Linked DNA regions of Mus musculus: region 2 is linked to region 1. Evidence: chromatin contacts called from public Hi-C data. All regions are on one chromosome and are shown on one strand. Each heading gives the region's core, a stretch centred on a gene start, on an enhancer-like site or on the middle of the called end of the contact. The rest is flanking DNA. Distances are from core to core; before and after follow the strand shown. Region 1 overlaps Cenpl (centromere protein L). Region 2 has its middle 18 kb from the start of Fasl.

Region 1 (5,683 bases), core at 3,008-5,507:
GGTGGTGGCAGAGGGAAGACGCTGCCTTCTGAAGGAAAGTTCAGTTGATGGAAGATTTTTAACAGAGGGGTTCGGATAAGTGGGACCTGCATGGCTGCTATGGACAGGAAGAATTTGTAAAGTCAAAAATAATAAAAAAGACTAGGAGCTCTCCTGCCAAACCCAATACTGCTCTGATGAGAAGGCCAAGGGTGTCTGTAAAGATAAAGATGTCTTCCAGAAGTTGGCCTGGGACCTCCACAGGCATAAGAGCCGAAGGAACTTCTCCTGGTAGCAGCAGCCCCAGTTCTTGGTTCCTCCTGACCCCCACTGAAGGTCCTTCTGTAAGTCCTGGAAGCAGGCAGGACAGGAGGTGGGACTCTTAATCCAAACCACCTGAAAGCAACGAGAAAGGACAAGACAGGGAGGGCCATTAACCTAAACCCACTGAGGTGCACATTAGTGGGAGGCTCACCAGGAGTGTGGCCAAGGCTCACATCATGGGAATACTTTATGCCTGTGGGAAAATGAAAAAATGCTTATTTAAATGTTGCATCCCTGTCTGTGGTGCTTTTTATTTGATTTTATTTTTTAATACTTCTGTGTGTGTGCATGTACTGTGGTGTGTGCGGTGTGGGTGCAGTGGTCAGAGGACAAGGTGCAGGGGTCAGTTCTCTCCTACTGTGCGGATTCCAGGATTTGAACTCAGGCTGTCTAACTTGAGTTTTGAGAATCCAGATAAAGCTAAGAAGGTTCCAAAGCAGGAGGAATTAATGACAAGAGATGACTGCTCCCCTAAAATAGATAGCTGGCTCTTCCAGGTGATTTACCCTCCATAGAGAATGTTGTCACCACCCTCCTGTGGCACACTACTCCTGTGGAGGAGGAAATAGCCACGCCCCCTGAGGTGTGTGTGTGTGTGTGTGTGTAAGAGAGAGAGAGAGAGAGAGAGAGAGAGAGAGAGAGAGAGAGAGAGAGATCTTGCTTTCCAGGAACCACTCCATTGTCAGTTCCATCAAATCCATTGACAGTTACTGGAGGCATTTCCTCTGCAGGTTAAGTTCTGGTTACAGGATGTTGCTGGTCTGGGGTTGTGTCTATAAAGATGCCTTCCAGTTTTCAGACTAGAAATCTCATATCTTTCTGGCTACTGGGATTATATATATATATTCTTAATTGTTACATGTAAGTATACTGTAGCTGTCTTCAGACACACCAGAAGAGGACATCGGATCTCATTACAGATGGTTGTGAGCCACCATGTGGTGCTGGGATTTGAACTCAGGACCTTTGGAAGAGCAATCAGTGCTCTTAACCGCAGAGCCATCTCACCAGCCCTGGCAACTGGGATTGTTAAATGGCAAAGCCAGCAGGGGTGAGCAGTGCCCCAGCCTGGGAGCATGGTTTTCTTTTTCCCTGGGGATCTGGGGCCAGTGTAGTGACTGGTCATTCTGTTGCTATTATTGCTTTGCAGCCTCCTTCAGGAAAGGGGTGTTTGAGAACAGGGACCAGGAAGTGGGAGGAAAGTGGAGCTAGAGCCCACAAAGATGCTCTGGATTCAGACTCTGGAGACCAGCATCAGAGTGCACACCTAACTTTATTGTTTATTACATAAGTTTATTTAGCTAATTACGGTTCGTTTATGTATTCAAGAGCAAATTGGGGTGCAACCTGTGTTTAGCCAAATCTGACTACCCTGTCCTTGAGCGTGTCTGTGAGTCTGTAGAGGAGGGGCCAGTCCTTCCACCCCCCTATACCTGTGGAGATTTCTGTGAAGACAGGGGAAGTAGCCACTGTCCTAGCCTGGGTCCTTTGTGTTGTCTCTCTGTGTGCAGGGAGCGGTGTCAGATCATACATTGTGTACAGGAGATCTGGACTCTTTAAGGAGTTTCAGAAGCTTGTGGTGCCTCACGCCCCTTCCCATTTCTTCCTCCACCAGGTTTATCTCCACACCCCCTACAGGGGGGCTAACTGTGATATAACAGCCTTTGCTCCCTTGTTAGAGTCTTCCAACTTCCAGGGACCCTGGAAGAGAGCTATCCACCCACCATGCCAGTTGTCATAAATGGTCTGTCTTTCCATGTGTTCACTTAAAGCCATTTCATGTCTTTCTTCAGTTTTTGAATTTGGTAAAGCCAGATTAGAGACAGCTCTTTAGGGTTATTGTGAAGCCCCTGCTGTGCTCAGCCTTCATGGTGGTCTCGGAAGTCTCCTTTGTAACGTGCATATTACATTATTTGACTTATTCTAGAGTTCATACTGAAAGGTTTCTTGTATTGATATTTCTTTTCACAATAAGAGAATAGTAGCTAAGATAAGAAACGAGTATGATGTAGAAAAGGTGGAGAGTAGAAAAGAGAGAGAGTAAGAATGTGCATGTAAGAGAACAATGTGCATGAATTAACTTTTTATATATTTTTTTTATATTTTTTTTTCTTCTTGTTCCGGCCTCGCTATCTCAGGCCCAAAGATTTATTTATTTATTTTATGTATTAGTACACTGTAGCTGTTTTCAGACACACCAGAAAAGGGCGTCAGATCTCATTATGGATGGTTATGAGCCACCATGTGGTTGCTGGGATTTGAATCAGGACCTCTGGCAGAGCAGTCAGTGCTCTTAACTGCCCAGCCGTCTCTCCAGTCCCCTGACTTTTTAGTGATTAGAGTTCCAGTTACCTTTTTTTTTTTTTTAAATGCAGACCATGGATTCCTGTGATTTTCGAGGACTGACTTCTAGACGAAGGACCTCAAATCTTAAGAACTACTTTGTAGGTGCCACCCCTCTGCAGAAACGACTGGAATTGGTCAGGAGGCAGAATTCAGATTTTCCCAGTCCATCTCGAAGGAAAATTCCCCAGTGTTCACAGTTGCAGGTATGGTTTGTGTTGTTTTTAACAAAATCTCAATCATTTGATTTTATCAATGAAGACTGGGGAGCCAAATGCTGGGGTGGAAGCCTGCTAGCTCAGAGAGGCAGAGAAAGCACCCAGCTGACCCTTTCTCCACAGCCAGTGTCCCAAAAGCAACCAATTCTCGACGCTGTCTCAAAAATCGCTCAAAGGATTGTCTCTCCCTTCTATTTCCTGTGTCTCTGTCTTCCAACTTCCTTTTGCTCTCTGTGGTTCTTTCTGATGCTCACTCCCTGTCACCTGGATGTTTGTTCTGCCTCTTGACCTATGGTTAACTCTATTTTAGTCCTGTTTACAATAACCAGCAAGCTCTTGGATCAAAGGTATGTGCTAGGGCTGAGCCGTACCATAACTAGAAACCGTTTTTCCTAATAAACAACACAACCTCAGGGTTCACAGTGTGATTACTAGCTCACCTTCAAGCTAGTCAGTGATGGAGAATATAGAAATAAGAATATATCAACTTACATAACTAATACTTTTAGTACCTTAATCTCTCAGTTAATAGATAAATGAGGGATAGCTAAGTAAATAGTTTAACTTTAACCAAAATATCTTTTGTTCTAGTTTCCTTTAATCCACATCATCTACCACTGAACTATGTTCCTAACCTGGGAGACTTTATTTATTTCCTTATTCATTCCTTCTTTCTTCTGAGAACTGAGATGACATGTGTGCACCTATGTGATTTCCATGTGTATAGTGTTTTGCCTGCATGCATATATGTATACCACATGTGTGCCTGAGGAGCTCAGATGAGGTATTCCCTAGAATTCGTGTGACATGATTGTGAACCATCTGCTGAGACCCAGACCCTGGTCCTCTGCCGTTTCTCCACGCCCTCCAAGATATTTTATATAAAGATAGAAATGTCTAGTTTGGTGCTTTTTATTTTTATAATTTTCCTGTAGATTTAATAAGATAAAGTATGCAACCATTTCACTGACTGCTGTAGCTATGACAAACATTGTTCTCAAATCTCTCTCTCTCTCTCTCTCACACACACACACACACACACACACACACACACACACACACACACCTTTGTTCTAAATGATAGCTGGAGCTGGGAGACCATGTCAGAAAATATGGACTTTAGAAGTTCCTCAGGAGGAAGCCAGGAGCTTTTCGACAGTCAGTACTTTTATGCTGTTCTTAACCCTTTAGCTAATGAATAAATGAGGGCTAGTTCACTTAATTCATTTTAATACTGCTATGGAGCCAATACAAATAAAGCTTGCTTGTTTTTTTTTAGTTTTTGTTTTTGTTTTTTCTGTTTGTTTACTTTTACTTTCGTTTCTTTGAGACAGAGTGTCCCTATATAAGCCTGTTAGCTTAGAACTCACTGTGTAGACTGGGCCAGGTGGACCTTGCACTTGTGGGCGGTCTCTGTCTGTCTCAGGAGAGCTGGGGTTACAGTCGTGTACCATCATGCCTGGCTCACATTTTTTTTTTTAAGTGAACATACAAAATGACTGGTTTCCCTGTGGCATGTTCACATGTGTATCATACTTCCTTGTTTTCTCTGCGACCTGATCCTGTCCCTCCTCCCAAATGGTTTTCCTTTCTGCTTTCACTTTATTACCCTACTTTATGATCTCGTCCTTCTGCTTACGCTCCCTTTCTGTTTTCATGACCACATGCACATATACACACATCTAAGTTCTGAATATTAGAGAAAACATAGGCACTTATCTGGCTTACTTTACCTAACATCTAAGAGTATCCATTTTCTTGAAAATGTCATGGTTTCATTTTTTTTTTTTTACAGCTTAAAAAAAATTCTATTGTGTATTCCTATCATCTTCCCTCCCTTCCTCCCTCCCTCTCTTTCTCTCTCTTTCTTTTTCTTTGTCTTTATTTCTTTTTCTTTTTTTGAGACAAGGTCTCTTTTTAGAGCATTGGCTGTCTTGGAACTCACTGTGTAGACCAGGCTGGCCTTGAACTCACAGAAATCCACCAGCCGCTGCCTCCTGAGTGCTGGGATTAAAAGTGGGCCCATTTCATTTATTTGATATGCACGAGTTGAGCATGTATCTTATCTTTATGGTATGTTTCAGAGTCCTGTGGATAGGAGTGGTCTCGCTGGGTCCTGTATTTAGGGTTCTAAGGAACCGCCACATGGAGTTCGTAGTATACATGGCTTTACATCTCTCCCCATGCTCTGTTGTTGATGACACTTGTGACTCTAACAGAGGGCAGACAAACACTTCCAAGTCCTTTTATTTAGTATACCCAGTTAGGCTTTTGTGTTAGTTATGGTTTTGCTGCTGTGAACAGACCTAGGCAACTCTTATAAGGACAGCATTTAATTGGGGCTGGCTTACAGGTTCAGGGGTTCAGTCCAGTATCATCAAGACGGGAGCATGGCAGTGTCCAGGTAGGCATGGTGCAGGAAAAGCTGAGAGTTCTGCATCTTCATCTGAAGGTTGCTAGAAGACTTCCTCCCACAGGGTTAGGAGAAGAGTCTTAAAACTCACGCCCACAGTGACACGCTTCCTCTAATAAGGCCACAGCTCCAAATAGTGCCACTCCCTGGGCCAAGCATATTCAAACTATCACAGCTTTGTTGCATAAAATGAACTTGTTAAATATTTTTTAAATTACTTAAGGCTAATCAAGCTAGATCCTTTAGAAATACTTTTGTGTGTGTAGTACAAGCCCAGGGCTGTGCCCCTGCTAGGCAACCACTCCGCTATTAACCACTTACACCCAGCACCACTATTTGCAGGGTATATGTAAAGGAAAACAGAAATGTTTGTCTATGAAATGTCTACTGAAATCCCGTGAAATAC
Region 2 (5,653 bases), core at 139-2,638, 730 kb after region 1:
AGGATGATGCCCTCCAGGTCCATCCATTTGGCTAGGAATTTCATAAATTCATTCTTTTTAATAGCTGAGTAGTACTCCATTGTGTAGATGTACCACATTTTCTGTATCCATTCCTCTGTTGAGGGGCATCTGGGTTCTTTCCAGCTTCTGGCTATTATAAATAAGGCTGCTTGAACATAGTGGAGCATGTGTCCTTCTTACCGGTTGGGACATTTTCTGGATATATGCCCAGAAGAGGTATTGCGGGATCCTCCGGGTAGTACTATGTCCAATTTTCTGAGGAACTGCCAGACTGATTTCCAGAGTGGTTGTACAAGCTTGCAATCCCACCAACAATGGAGGAGTGTTCCTCTTTCTCCACATCCTCGCTAGCATCTGCTGTCACCTGAATTTTTGATCTTAGCCATTCTGACTGGTGTGAGGTGGAATCTCAGGGATGCTCACAGTCATCTATTGGATGGAACACAGGACCCCCAATGGAGGAGCTAGAGAAAGTACCCAAGGAGCTAAAGGGATCTGCAACCCTATAGGTGGAACAACATTATGAACTAACCAGTAACCCGGAGCTCTTGACTCTAGCTGCATATGTATCAAAAGATAGCCTAGTCGGCCATCACTGGAAAGAGAGGCCCATTGGATTTGCAAATGTTATATGCCTCAGTACAGGGGAACGCCAGGGCCAAAAAAGGGGGAGTGGGTGGGTAGGGGAGTGGGGGGGTGGGTATGGGGGACTTTTGGGATAGCATTGGAAATGTAAATGAGGAAAATACCTAATAAAAAAAACCCATCATCTCACCAGGTGTGGTGGCACATGTCTTCAATTCTAGCACACGGAAAGCAAAGGATCTCTGAGTTTGAGGCCAGCCTGTATCGAGTTTCAGGACAGCTAAGATCACATAGAGAGACCATGTTTCAAAAACAGAAAATCATCATCTCTAAAAGCTTAAACAAACAGCCACCACCACCACCACCACAACAACAAACCTTTGACTCAATACATTGAAAAGACCATAGGAAGAAAAACAAATTGAACAGAAGTTGTAAGTCTGGTAAGTGGTATTTGAGTATCCCTGACAGCCTGGCTTGGCCTGCTCACTTGACTATGCTGTGCTACCTGCAACTCTTCTCTCCCAAGGGAAGGCACATAAAGATACCTTTGGCCATTAATTCTTTCCCAGCCACCCTTTCGGGCCACAGACTTCCCAGGCAGCCAGGCAACTGTGGCCCGAGGCAACAGCTGTCCTAGAACAGAATTTAACCAAGCCTGGCCACTTTCTTTTAGAGGGACTCAGAGCAGCTTAAAAGTCAAGGTTTCCAGGGGTGAGAGAGATCAAAGGCATATCTGCCCACAGCCCTCTGTGGTCTGGTTCAAACGCTCAAGCGTTCCAGCACACAGTGGAACATGTGCGTACTTCACAGAACAACAGAAATTCAGCTTCATCTTGTTCCATGCAGTGGCACCACACGAGGCCACGGAGGCTCAGCCTCCAGTCTTCTTGAACACCTAGCTAGTCCCCAGGCATCTCAGACTATTAGGGAGGCTTAACCTGTGGCCATACAGGCAGCCGGAGTCAGACCAAGCCACAGTGTGCAGGCAGACACTGAACAGAGACAGAGCTGTACAGGGAGAAGTTTTTATACTTTCCTGTTGCGGTAAAAATGCATCCTGTTTGTCTAAGTTGATAGGTATAAGTGCACATAATGAAGTCCCGATGTTTAGACAAATTGGCCACATGCTTAACATGTTTGTGTGCATGGTTTATATATATGATCATGCATCTGATATCTCACAACCAGGTGACAGTACCGTAGGCTCCTCTGATGTGCTAGAAATAAGATTTCACTCTCACGAAGAACCTTCCCTAAAAGGAGGGGCATACACAGTGGCTGCTACATTGGGTTCCCAAATCGCCAAATGTGCAGTGTTGAAACAACAGAAAGAGACATGAAAGAAGAATACGATTCAGCAGAGTTTCTCTCCAAGTTAAGTAGCTCCCTTCTTGAACATCTTTAGAAAGAAGATGTCCTTTCGATCAAGGATGACAGAAAAGGAAATGCAGATGCCTTTAAGTTTCTCTCACCACAATAGAATGTAAGCATTCACTTTAAAAAGGTTATATCCATGGGGAATATGTAGGAACAGGCGCTTGGAAGCAAGAAGAGGGGGCCATCAGTTCTGCACTGGCAAGATGGAGGCTGAAGACAGAACAAATTTCAGTGGATGGGATAGTCAAGCTACTGGAGGGTCATTTCAGTAAAGGGTCATTCAAGGTAGTCAAAGAGAATGGCAAAGCTGAAAGAAATGTTGGGCTATTTACCACACCGGAACCTGCCCATCCTTAATTTCTCCATGGTATTTGGTGTCATCTGACACTGTAATTTTGTTGGCTGTCTCCCTAAGTAGAATATAAGCTCTCTGATGGCAAAGACTGTTTTATTCTATGCTGGATCTACACACCTAAAACATTGCTTGTCCCATAGGAAGAATCCGTACACATGAAGAGTGAATGAACCCGAGTGAGCAGGTGAGGTAGCTGCCACAGGTCACATGGAGCCTTGTGTGCTATGTTGAGTGTCTGTGTAACTTTGGACACGGAAAACAGTGTTTACAAGCTGGCAACCCATACTCCAGTCGTGGGGTGTTTTGTTTGACCAATATTTCCAAACTAGAATATTTTATATAAAAACCTAGATTGATGAGTCTCCCTTAAAAATTCTGAGGATGCAGTGTTATGGAGCTGATAGCCTTGAAGGTAACATCCTGGGATGAGATGCCAATGTCTCATGAATATAGCCTGTGCTCTCCAGTCACCATCGCCTGCCCTCGTCTGGATCACCTTGCTTCAGGTTGTCCTTATACACGCATCACTTTCTCAGTCCTGGTGGACAAAGAGAGCTTGCAACTTCAGGCTTGGATTTAGAACATGAGGTTTGAAAATTCCACCATAATCATGAATCTCTGAAGTGAGCTCCTGGTGAGCCATGCCTCCAGTAAGTATTTACAGAAGCTAAAGGGTTCCTGTGCAATCGACAAGACTGCAAGACAAGTCATGTGACCAGCTCCTGAGACTCCAACAGGAGACTCCTGAATGTGCTATGGCCTCCATGCTGTGAGGAGGACCAATTTAACACTGAAGAGACCACACAGAGGATAAGTGAGATGCCCTGGCAGGCCCCGAGTGTTCTTCCATTCCATACGATGCTAGATGTGTGAAGGCCATATTTACACTGGGCCCAGTTATTAGCTCACAAGAGAGAAATCTACCTGATTACAATACACAGGGATATGTGAGAAAATTTTTTTTTTTGAGACAGGGTTTCTCTGTATAGCCCTGGCTGTCCTAGAACTCACTTTGTAGACCAGGCTGGCCTTGAACTCAGAAATCTGCCTGCCTCTGCCTCCCGAGTGCTGGGATCAAAGGTGTGCGCCACCACACCCAGCTCTGTGAAAAATCTTAAGAGAACTACTCAACTCTGGCCATTTGACTTTCAGAACCATGATAAATAATAAAGTGCTGTGAACAACAGCATTTGTGTGCCTTGCTACCTGGTAATGTGTCCCTGCCCATATTACCACTCACTATCTGTATGCCTCTGTGCACATTTTCCATACAGATAAGGACCAATCATAATAGCACTGACTACAGGGATTATTAAAATTCATATTAGATCATGAGTGGAAAGAGCCTTGAAGCCATGGCCAATAAGTCACAATGCTCCACAATTGCCATTCTTTTATGTGATTCTTATTATTGTGGTTGTTGAAGGTTATCTACTGGTATCTAAATCCAGGATTCATGGGGGAGGGGAGGATAAAAACAGAAGATTCAGCAAGGTTAGGTTCTTCATATGGTGTGCATGTTTCTATATCTCAGAGTCAGGTTCCAGGCAAGTAGCTACTCACTCCATTGGTATCCTGTACTAAGATCCCCTACCAAATCATAATTTATTAACCCACAATTTATTTAAAACTATGTGTGGAACACTGATGGACAGACACAACATGTAGTGTTCTCTCTGCTGGAGATGAAGCAATAAATAAAGATGCTCACGCCTTTTATGAAGCTTCTGATCTAGTGTTAGGGAACAGACATAAAAGGAAATAAAATGTAGAGTTTTGGTCCAAGGTGGTAGGTGTGATAAGGAAACAAAAATCACGGTGGAAGTGGGCATGACTAGAGGGAGCCAGGCTGTAATTGTAGGAAGGTAAGCTGAGGAAGGCTTTCCCTGTTACACAAAGAGGAGAGCTGTCTGAGTAGAAAGCATCACTTGTACAAACTGAGGAGCCAAGATCCAAAGGCTGTTATTATCTATACTGGCTTCCATTCACACAGTGTATTTCTCCCCAATAACTCACTAAGGCAAATGTCATTATACACTAACCTTATTCATTTTTATTGTTGTCTTATAAAACTGGGTCTCACTACATAGCCAAGGCTGGCCTGGATACTATCGTAAACCAACCTGGCATCAAACTCCTGGGCCTCTGGCCTCCAGCTCTCAGTGCTGAGAGGTGTATACATAACCCTGTTGGGCACTGATTCACTCTCTTATCCTATTGTGCTAATAGTTCTTAGAAACTGTTTTGGAACAAGGCAAGACAGTGTATTAATAAGCTTAAATTAGGCTAAGTGAGGAACAATCACAAAACCTCACTGGCTTACCACAGTAAGTGTGTATTTTTGTTCCTACGAAGTCTACAGTAGGTAAATTATGGAGTCTTCATCAGGGGACCCCGAACAGCTGAGGCCCCACCATTTACACTGCTAGTCACTGCAAAGAGAAGACAAGATAGAAGTACAGTGATTTGCTTTTAAATGCTTCTACAAACCCAGAAGGTGTCCCTTCTCCTCCTGATTCACAAGCTAGAGCAAGGTAAAGGGCAAGTGCATGTGTGAGCAACCCATGTGCCTAGAATTAGAATAAAATACATGTTGATAAATATTTTAAATAGAGTCAACAGGTAGATGACAACTCATCAATAGAGATAGATAGGTAGGTAGGTGGGCCGATAGATAGATGGATGGATGGATGGATGGATGATGGACAGACAGAAAGATATATATAAGAAATAGGGATTTAGAAATAACAACTTATCAGTCAACTAACCCCATCTCAAAAATACTTGAAAACAAAAATGTCATGGTGTACTGAAAATGTACAGATAGTTTTCCTTTATGCTATCCCCAAACAATACAATGCATTTCACACAGCATTTACATCACTGATATTACAAGTGACTGTAAGTATGAGGTGACTGAAAGCATACGCTACCTGCAGACAATATGCTATTTCATAAGAGTATTAAGGATGTGAGGGGCCCTGGAACCAATTCTGTATGCATTCATTTCAGAAAGCATCCCACTATACAGTACTTATACAGTACTTATAGATTTAGGGCTCTTAGAGCTGGGCTAAGCCATCCATTAATGACTTTCAGTATCCCACATCTTCAAGGATGAGAGATATGATATGGGTCCCTTTCCTTTGACTAGTAATTAGAACCTTATTCTTATGATTTTTTTCCCCAGGCTGTGGGCTATGAGGGAAGGATCTGGCCACAGTATCATTGAAATCTGCTCACTCCTAACTCATATCACTTGAAGTGACATCATATACAGTTCAGGGTATCTTTCAGTAATTACTCCAAATA

What was found. A called contact is a pair of places that touch in the nucleus more often than the background predicts.
Region 2: a Hi-C map of CD4 T cells shows a contact between it and region 1, with 3 times the contacts expected there. The contact joins two enhancer-like sites. A contact is called at or near these places in 2 of 39 promoter capture datasets (the 3T3-L1 cell line and maxillary cranial neural crest), 1 of 484 Hi-C or Micro-C datasets (CD4 T cells), 2 of 115 datasets of contacts at active chromatin or transcription factors (bone marrow-derived macrophages and large pre-B cells) and 1 of 9 other capture datasets (adipose tissue).

What each region holds. Positions count from the first base shown.
Region 1 is chr1:161,072,079-161,077,761 of GRCm38.p6, forward strand. Cenpl (centromere protein L) reads left to right here. Exons shown (of 5, transcript NM_001159930.2): 2 at 2,679-2,852. The coding sequence starts at 2,682. Among named protein-coding and RNA genes, the nearest start is that of Cenpl, 4.2 kb to the left of the region's middle. Within about 2 kb of position 4,258, at least 69 of the 459 cell types and tissues checked have an H3K27ac peak or open chromatin away from gene starts, as enhancers often do.
Region 2 is chr1:161,803,258-161,808,910 of GRCm38.p6, forward strand. No RefSeq gene overlaps it. Among named protein-coding and RNA genes, the nearest start is that of Fasl, 18 kb to the left of the region's middle. Within about 2 kb of position 1,389, at least 50 of the 459 cell types and tissues checked have an H3K27ac peak or open chromatin away from gene starts, as enhancers often do.